2 separate regions of the Mus musculus genome follow, and region 1 is linked to region 2. Evidence: chromatin contacts called from public promoter capture Hi-C data. All regions are on one chromosome and are shown on one strand. The core of a region is the stretch at or near the end of the contact, and the rest is flanking DNA. Distances in the headings are between cores, read along the strand shown. Region 1 holds the start of Wbp1 (WW domain binding protein 1). Region 2 holds the start of Eva1a (eva-1 homolog A (C. elegans)).

Evidence for each region. Promoter capture Hi-C pulls out the DNA fragments that hold promoters and counts their contacts.
Region 1: a contact with region 2 is called in a promoter capture Hi-C map of liver, with 2.2 times the contacts expected there. The contact joins the promoter of Wbp1 here to the promoter of Eva1a in region 2. A contact is called at or near these places in 5 of 39 promoter capture datasets (cranial neural crest, liver, maxillary cranial neural crest and 1 more) and 1 of 115 datasets of contacts at active chromatin or transcription factors (extraembryonic endoderm stem cells).

What each region holds. Positions count from the first base shown.
Region 1 is chr6:83,119,504-83,123,340 of GRCm38.p6, forward strand. It overlaps Wbp1 (WW domain binding protein 1), which reads right to left and starts at 1,958. Exons shown (of 5, transcript NM_016757.2): 1 at 1,700-1,958; 2 at 1,269-1,373; 3 at 682-784; 4 at 365-541; 5 at 1-217. The coding sequence starts at 1,768. Ino80b (INO80 complex subunit B) reads right to left here. Exons shown (of 5, transcript NM_023547.2): 5 at 2,262-2,861. The coding sequence ends at 2,325.
Region 2 is chr6:82,039,152-82,043,085 of GRCm38.p6, forward strand. Eva1a (eva-1 homolog A (C. elegans)) reads left to right here and starts at 2,477. Exons shown (of 3, transcript NM_145570.2): 1 at 2,477-2,750.

The sequences.
Region 1 (3,837 bases), core at 708-3,207, 1.1 Mb after region 2:
TCACCCTCCTGGTGAGGGAGAGCACTCTGCTGGGAGGAAACACCTTCTACATTTGTCCCCTCCAAGTGGGCAGAGCAGCTGGATTCGGAAGAGCAGCGGGTGCATTCACTGGAAGTAGTCCAAGGGTAGCCTGGGCCCACAGTGTAAGGAGGTGGCGGTGTGCCTGGGTGGTGAACCACATCCTCGTAGGCTGGGGGTTTGAAGGCGCTGAGGAGGCCTGCAGGAGAGAGAACAGCATGGATGACTGAAGGACCTGAGCTACAAGAGTGCTCTGAAATGTCTGCCAGTGGAAGTGTGGGGTGGTTGAGGGTCCTGGCTTGGAAGGGGCTACTGGTTCTGCATCCAAGAGCTTCAGGTCACTCACGAAGGTCAAGCAGTGAACCGGTTGGAACAGGGCCAGCCCCGTGGCATGCCCCATGGTAAGCCAACAAGTTGATTTCACGCTGCCGCTGTTGCTGTTGCAGCCTGAGTTTAGCCCTTCGGTGGCGGAAGGCACAACAGCAGCTAAAGAGGATGAGGACAGTCCAAAGCAGCCAGAACCCTGCAGGAGGCAAAGAGGGCACAACTCAGACCACCACCCCAGACTCCAGCCCTAAGCAGAGAAGGGTCTTTGGTAGCTGAGTTCAGAAATCCAAGGGAGGATGGGCATGGAACCTGAGATGGATCCCTTTGAAGACTCACACCAGAGTTCATAGTAGTAGGTGCAGCAGCCAGTCTCCCCACAGCAATGACCAGTCTCACAGAGGTAGGGCTGGGTATTCACTCCTGGGCACAGCTCTCGAAGCTGGAGGCAAGGAGGCACTAAGAACCAGGGGCTTCTACCCAAGGCCCTGTCCACCCCCACCTCCTGCACGCACATACAGTCCCACCCACGAGCCGACCTAGCTTGGAAGGATGGCATGGGATGCTAAAAGGAGGGTCTATATGTAGGGCTATCAGTATGGAAGATTTAAAATGCCAGAAACTAGTGAGAAAGTAAAGTGTAAATACAGAGAAAGTGATATCAGTTCTTTAAACCCAATACTTTTCTCACAGAAGCCTGGCCCCAAGGGTGGTTTTTTGTAGGCTAATGTTTTAAAAGAAACAAAACATAGTGTGACAATGGGTAGGAATTTAAGGCCATTTCCAAAGCTAAAAAGCTTTCAACATCTCCCACCCCAAAGGTCTGCCTCCCACACCCCCAAGATGGTTTTTTTTTTCCACCCCTGGGTCTCAAGCTCCCTGGGGTAGAGGAGGCACAGTGTGAGACCCAGAGCAGTGCTCCCAACCAGATGGGATTGCTGTGGATGATAAAGGATGGTATCCAGGGCGCGAGTCTGGGTTCCAGCTCGTCTCCAAATTGCTCCCTCAAGAGAAGATGCTGCCGGACTCTGCTGTGACAATAGGCACAGAGAAAAACATCACAAATAACTGCTGCAAGACAGAGGGAACCTCCCTGGGGGTTTCACTACGCCTCTGGTAACTGGAGAGCCACTGCAGGCTTGCATTGCAACCATGAGATGGGGTCTAAGAGGGTGCAGGTAAAGTCAACTGCATCTACGTAATAAGTCTAGACAAAGAGTAGAATGGTCATGTTCAGGAACTTCAGAGTACCTTTGGCTCCATGAGCTCCTCCCCCACCCCGGACAGGAAGTGACAGGAAAGGGGAAAGAGAAATAAATGGCTGTAGTGAGATAAGCTTTTAGAGCTGCTGGGATACCTGCTGTTGCGGCGCCTGAAGTGACCCCCAGGCCTCTTCGCTGCTGTTCCTGCTGCTGGCCCGAGCCATGCCTCCACCTACAGACCCCTGAAGACCACAGCCTCCTCCACCGCCAGCTGCCCCGCCCCTGCCACCTCTGCCGCCACTTCCATGGTCCCTGCCCGGCCCATCGCCACCGGTGCCACCATCACTCCGCGGCCGGAGCTCCCGGCCGGGGAGAGCACCTCCAGAGGACACAGTTGCTCAGTCCAGCCAATCAGAATCGCTAACTAACAGATCAGCCAATAGGAACCGGTCACAGGTTTCTCCTTTTGCCCAATCCGCAGCGGCGCCTGTGCCGCTCTCCCAGACAACAAGAACTCACACAGACAAAGACAGGGGAAAGGCTCGACCAAATGCCTGACTGACAGCAACAATAGCCAGTACGGACAACAGAACAAGCTTTGACTTATCGGCCAATGAACGGCCGTTCAGCACAAAAATTTTCGCCGATTGGCTGAATGACTTTACACACTCAGGTTCAGACTCCGCCGGCTTCCCACTCCAGCAATTCGATACAAGCTGAGGCACTGTACGAAATTTAATAGGGTGGGGGAGACAGCAGGAATGTGGCGTGGGAGAGGTCTTAGGTGGCCAGGAGTGGGGACCCCGGGCCCTCGGGCCCTCCCAGCCGTAGCTGCAGGTTGATGCGGTAGCACTGTAGGCTGCAAAGGGCCTGGCCGGTGCGGGAGCAGGCATAACGACGCGGGTGGGGGCAGCCGGGGACAGAGCATCGTGGAGCGGGGCCCGATGGGGCAGGCCGCTGTGCCACCGCCGTGGGTGTGGGAACGCCGGGAGGAAAAGACAAGGTGGAGCCCTGTGCCCCGCTGCAGTAGCGCACCATGGGTGCAGGGGCCGGGGCAGCAGCCCGTCCTCCGCGCCGCTCGCCCCGCGCCGCCCCGCGCCCTCCACGCCCGCTAGGAGCGGCCGTCTTGGTGAGGCGCTCAATTGTCTGATTTTTGTGCTCCTCGGCCCTCCTCGCCGCCTGCAGCCGCCGCTTCCGTGCACGCTCCTCACGCTTCAGCAGCATCTCTTCGGTGAGGGCAGGGGCAGGGCAGCCCCCACCCACTGGCAGAGGCAGAGTCGGGGACGGCTGGCTCCGCGCCTTCTGGAGGAGGGCTCGCTGGGGAAAGAGACAGAGGATGTCTGAGAACCAAATGGCGAGGTTTTTGGGGTCACCCACCCCTATTTTCGTTTGTTTTTGTTTCGAGGCGGTCTCACTATATAACTTTGGCTGCCCTGTAAGTCACTATGTAGACCAGGCCAGCCTGGAGCTCACACTCTTGCCTCTGTTCCCTAGGTGCTGGGATCAAATGCTTGTGCCACTGTCCCCATCTTTAGGGACCCTTAATACCACACTTCTCTTCCCAGGGTTCCTGCCTCTCACTCAGGTCCAAAGGAGGAAACAAAAGTATGGTACCCTGCCTGCCCCTTGTGTAGGTTTTTGTTGTTGCTGTTATTTTAAATAGTATCTCAGGAAAAAACATCAACTTGGATTTGGCTCAAACCAAAAAGAATTACCCTGGATTCCTTTTTTCTCCCACTAAGTAGCTACTTCCGTCATACATCCAGGCTTCAGTGCAGGTTTCTCTATTCCTTTTACTACTTTCTTCTGGACTCGGGCCATCACCAGCTCTCCCAGTTTCCACACCCCATACCCCTCTCCCAGTTTATTGATTGATTGTGTCAGGCTATCTATATGTATTTTTAGATGCCTCGGAATTTGTAACCATCCTCCTGTCTCTCAAGCTCTGGGGCACAGGTCTGCGCCACGACAGCCTACACTTCAGCAGCTTCCTAAGGAAATTCCTTACCCCTACTAAGCTTCACAGCACATAATTGCCAAAGTAATTAAGCCAGCTATGTCACTTGTCAGTATATATCCCCCTGGGTGACCTGGCCACACTCTCCTTCTGGGTCTCTGTGCCCCTGGGCTCTATGTCAGCTGGCCTCTCTGTCTGAGAAGCTCCCCTGGTACTGGAAATGTCATCTCTTCAAAGGCATTCTAGACTGGAAAGACTACTCAGCGGCGAGGAGCACCGGCCCTTGGGGAGGACTCTCATTCAGTTCCCTGCACCTACATGGCAGCTCTCAACTGT
Region 2 (3,934 bases), core at 1,227-3,726:
AGGATTTGGTTTGTTTCAGAAAGTATCTCACATTGGTGCTTACTGCCTTGTCTAAACTCATGACAATCCTCCTGCCTCAGACTCCCATGTTCTGGAATTGGTCTTGAGCCACCGTATCTAGCTGAGGCTGCACTTTTTGAGGCAATAGCCAGGATGCATTTGCCACGTGAACTTCTGTAATATTACCAAATTGTTGTCACATGTGAGCACACACAGAGCTGTTGACGTCGCAGCAGTGGGGGGTGGGACAAAGGGCAGGCAGGGCCACAGCTACTCTCCAGTCAGATTTTGTTATCGTTACAGTATTTGTGCTCAAAGGGAATGCCATGGAAAGATCTAAACAACCATATCTCCTTTGCTAGCTGGAGAAACTCCAGGGCTCTAGATCTTTCTCCATCTATTTGACTGGGCTGTTGTCAGAGCAGGTGATGCCCGTTCTGCTCGCTGGAATCCAGGGAGCCCTGTGAATGGTGCAGGGAGGCCCCGTGTAGGGGCATCTTCTGTCCATATCAGTGAGGCCGCACATCAAGAAACGGAACTATGTAGATAGTAGCTTTCTTCCCCAACGCTGCTGAGAGGCAGTTCAGTGTTGTCTGCTTCATTATCACGGAGCAAGGCTACATTTCAGTAGGATGAAGCTTGTTCTAAGAATTCAGCATATATTAGCATCTCTTAGTAGCAATAATAAACACATCCAAAGCCAAATGGGGTCAGAGTATTCCAATGTCTTTTCTTCAGCCTAGGGGATAAATGGACTGGATCCAAATGTTCTCCTTAAACCAGTCTAAGGCCAAATGGTCCTGGAGAAGGTCTTGGCCACCTACCGGAAGGAAGCTGTGGTTGGTCCATCCCTTTATCCCACATACTGAGCATCAGTTCTGTGTGTGGTCCGGATCCAACCTGTGATCTCAAGCATGCCCAGGTGGCTGCAAACACAGCATGACGTCATGAATCCTTTGTGCTGCCTCTCCATCTGCCTGCTGATACAGCTGCCCAGTTATGGGGAGCGTGCCGAGTGCCTGGGTATGGAATTTGGAGTTGGTTAAGTGTGTGTATCTTTTACAGATAAGAAAAACTGAAGTCTGGAGAGGAGGCCTTATTCAAGTTCAGGGAGTAGTTTAGTGGCCGTCCAAAGCTAGAACTGGTTGCTCAAGGCACCGATGAAGCAAGACCCTTCCTGCCAGACCAGTAGCTTCTATAAGAGAAGACAACTGGTCTGTGTTTACATCAGGACCCTGAGATTGTTTTCTTTGAGGGAAAGCACTGCATTTCAAGGTTAAATAAAGCAAGCACTGTTTGGCCAAGTGTAGACTATGGCTCTCAGCCCTGGCTCTGTCAGATCAACTTTCAGAAACACACTTGGGGGACCCTCTTTAGACAAATTCAGTGATCGTATGAGTGGACCTGGGTTTCTTCTCATTTTTAAACCTAATAGCTTAAAGTCCAGCCAGGGCTCTGTGGTCTGATATATTCAGTCCACCATGCCACCAATGGTCTTGAAAGCAACATTTTCAAATAGCATCTGAATCCGGGCATTGGGTCAGAATGTAGACTCTCAGTGAGTCAGGTCCAGAGGGGCAGGAGAACAGCAGCTGTTTCTAGAGTATGCTTCTGATAGCAGTTCTCGAGGACACCTGGGATTCTGATGACCCCTTTTGGTCCCTGGTTATTCCATCCAATTTCTCCACCATCTGAGCCCTTGGTTTTCAGTTGCCCTGGTTCCCAGCAACACCCTTTCTTGGGCTGGCAGGGCGATCTCTTCTCTGTTCCCCTCCTTCTTCCTGTCTTTCACAGGGCTGGGCTGCACAGCCTGCCTGTCTGCCTGTCTAGACTGTCCTCTACCATTAAGACTGGTCCACTCCTATCTTTGCCCCAGTTACCTGTGCTAACTGCCGAGGAACAGGATGTCCTTTGGGGTCATTCTAGCCTGTTCTGCACCAAGCTCCTTGTGGCCACTGCATAAATACTCCTGTAGTTTAACAAAACTTCAAACCCAGGCAAGCAAGACCAAAAAGTGGTAATGTCTTCTGATACTAACGAACATTCCTTGGAGATTATGCATCAGACTTTAAACTCTCCACTCAGAAAAAAAAAAGAGTCGATCAAATTTAACAAAGTAAGTGGTTATTTCCTGTCTGGACTTGGGGTTTTAAAGCTGGCTCAACGAGTGCAGTCCACCAGGCAGGAATAAGCCAATGAGGGTTGGGGGTAGGGTTGGATTCTGCTTGCAGATCTGGGCTCCTTGCTGTAAAGAGGGAAATGTTGGAAGTTCGGGACAAGGTGGGGACCGCGGATGGGGAGATCATGTAACCCAGGGGACGGTGGGAAGCGCGGGGAGGCAGGCAAGAGTTGCCAAAGTTGAACTAAGTTGGAGCAGCCGTTCAGGTTTCGCGTCTCGCGGCGCCCACGTGGGGAAGGGGGCGGGGAGCGGGAGGGAGGGCAGGTCCGGAGCCGAGGGGCGGGGGTGGGGTGGGGTAGCGGGGGGAGACCGAAGGAAATGAGACAACCTTTTCCTCCCACGGACTCAGGCTCCTCTAGAGTGTGCAGGGCTGGAGGAGTCCAGAGGCTGGGTGTGCGCGTTCCGTGCTCAGCCCTGATTGGGGAGGGCCGCCCCAAATTGCTCTCCGGCGCGCGGGTGCCCCAGCCACAGGGCGCAGCAGCACACTGCCGTGCCCTTCCCTAGGTGATCTGATCCACTCCAGGCCCCCCTGCTCGGTCCCCGGAAGTACGCGCCAGTCGTCCTAGAGAAGGTAAGCTGCTTCCCCGAAGCGCGCTCAGGGCGCGGGGACACTCTAATTCTGCTGAGCGGGAACTCTTTAGTGCTCTTCGGATCCCAAACTACCGCTTTGTTTCCAAACCCCTGTCCAGGTGTTAGCACCGGTCCTGCCTTCTTCTTTTGCTTCTCCTTCCTTCTGGCGTCCCCAGCGTCTTGATCCTGTTTGGCTTGGTCAGACCACTCTTACCCTCTGCCTTGGGCTTTGGAGAACTCGTGAATTCCAAATCAGGGCGCTTCTCTTAGCTGCTCCAATCCCTGGAGCTTGGCTGAGCGGGCCAGTCGGCGGCGGCGGATTTAGGCTTGGCTGGGGATTAACCCACCTGAAGCCGGCCTAGCGAAGTACTTAGTTAACTCTTCTCAGAGCCACTGAACTATTGACACTTATTTGACGACCCCCGCCCCCCCGCGCGTCCCCAGATCCCCGAGATTGGAGTGGACCGTGGCGTTCTAAGGCTGTTGGCGCCCCCTAAAGCTTTAAATGTGACGCTCTGTTGCTGGAGAGGGACTCATCAGGTTTGGGGGTGAAGGATCCCGACGACTGGGGGTAGAGGGAAGAGATCTTTGCAGGGCATGAAGACAAACCAGTATGGCTCTGAAGCCGGCGAGACGGACCCGCTGGGTAGTTTCATTTTTGTTACTTAGTTAAACACCTTTTCCAACCTTAGGCCTGTGGCAGGAACTTCTAGGAATCTTGGCTTTAAAAATGGACAAAAGGAAAGGAGGGAGTAAGCGGCCTTGAGCCTCGCAGTTTGCAAAGGGTCCAAGCGTGAATTTGGATCCCAACAGGTCTGTGCCGCACACCCCAAGTCCAGCCCTAAAGATGGTTCCTCAGTCCAGTCTGAGCAAGAAATCTGCTACCTCCTGCCTGCTCACACTCAGGGAAGACCAAGCCTTTACCTTTTATAGCAAATACATCGCGATTCCGTTCAAATCCAAAGCGTTTATTTAGAGCCGGCTGCCGTCCTAGCTCACTGAAGAGGATACTACCCGGCGCCGCGCTCTCTCAGCCCCTCCCTCCCCTCCAGGCAGTGTAATTGTTAGTCTGCCACCGCGGGCCGGCTTGAGGTCAAGTCCGGTGTCAAGGAAGCCAGGGTCAGACCACCAGCCTTGGTAATGCCTTCTTGTGGCTGTTTTCTCTTCGGAAAAATAGTGGGGCCA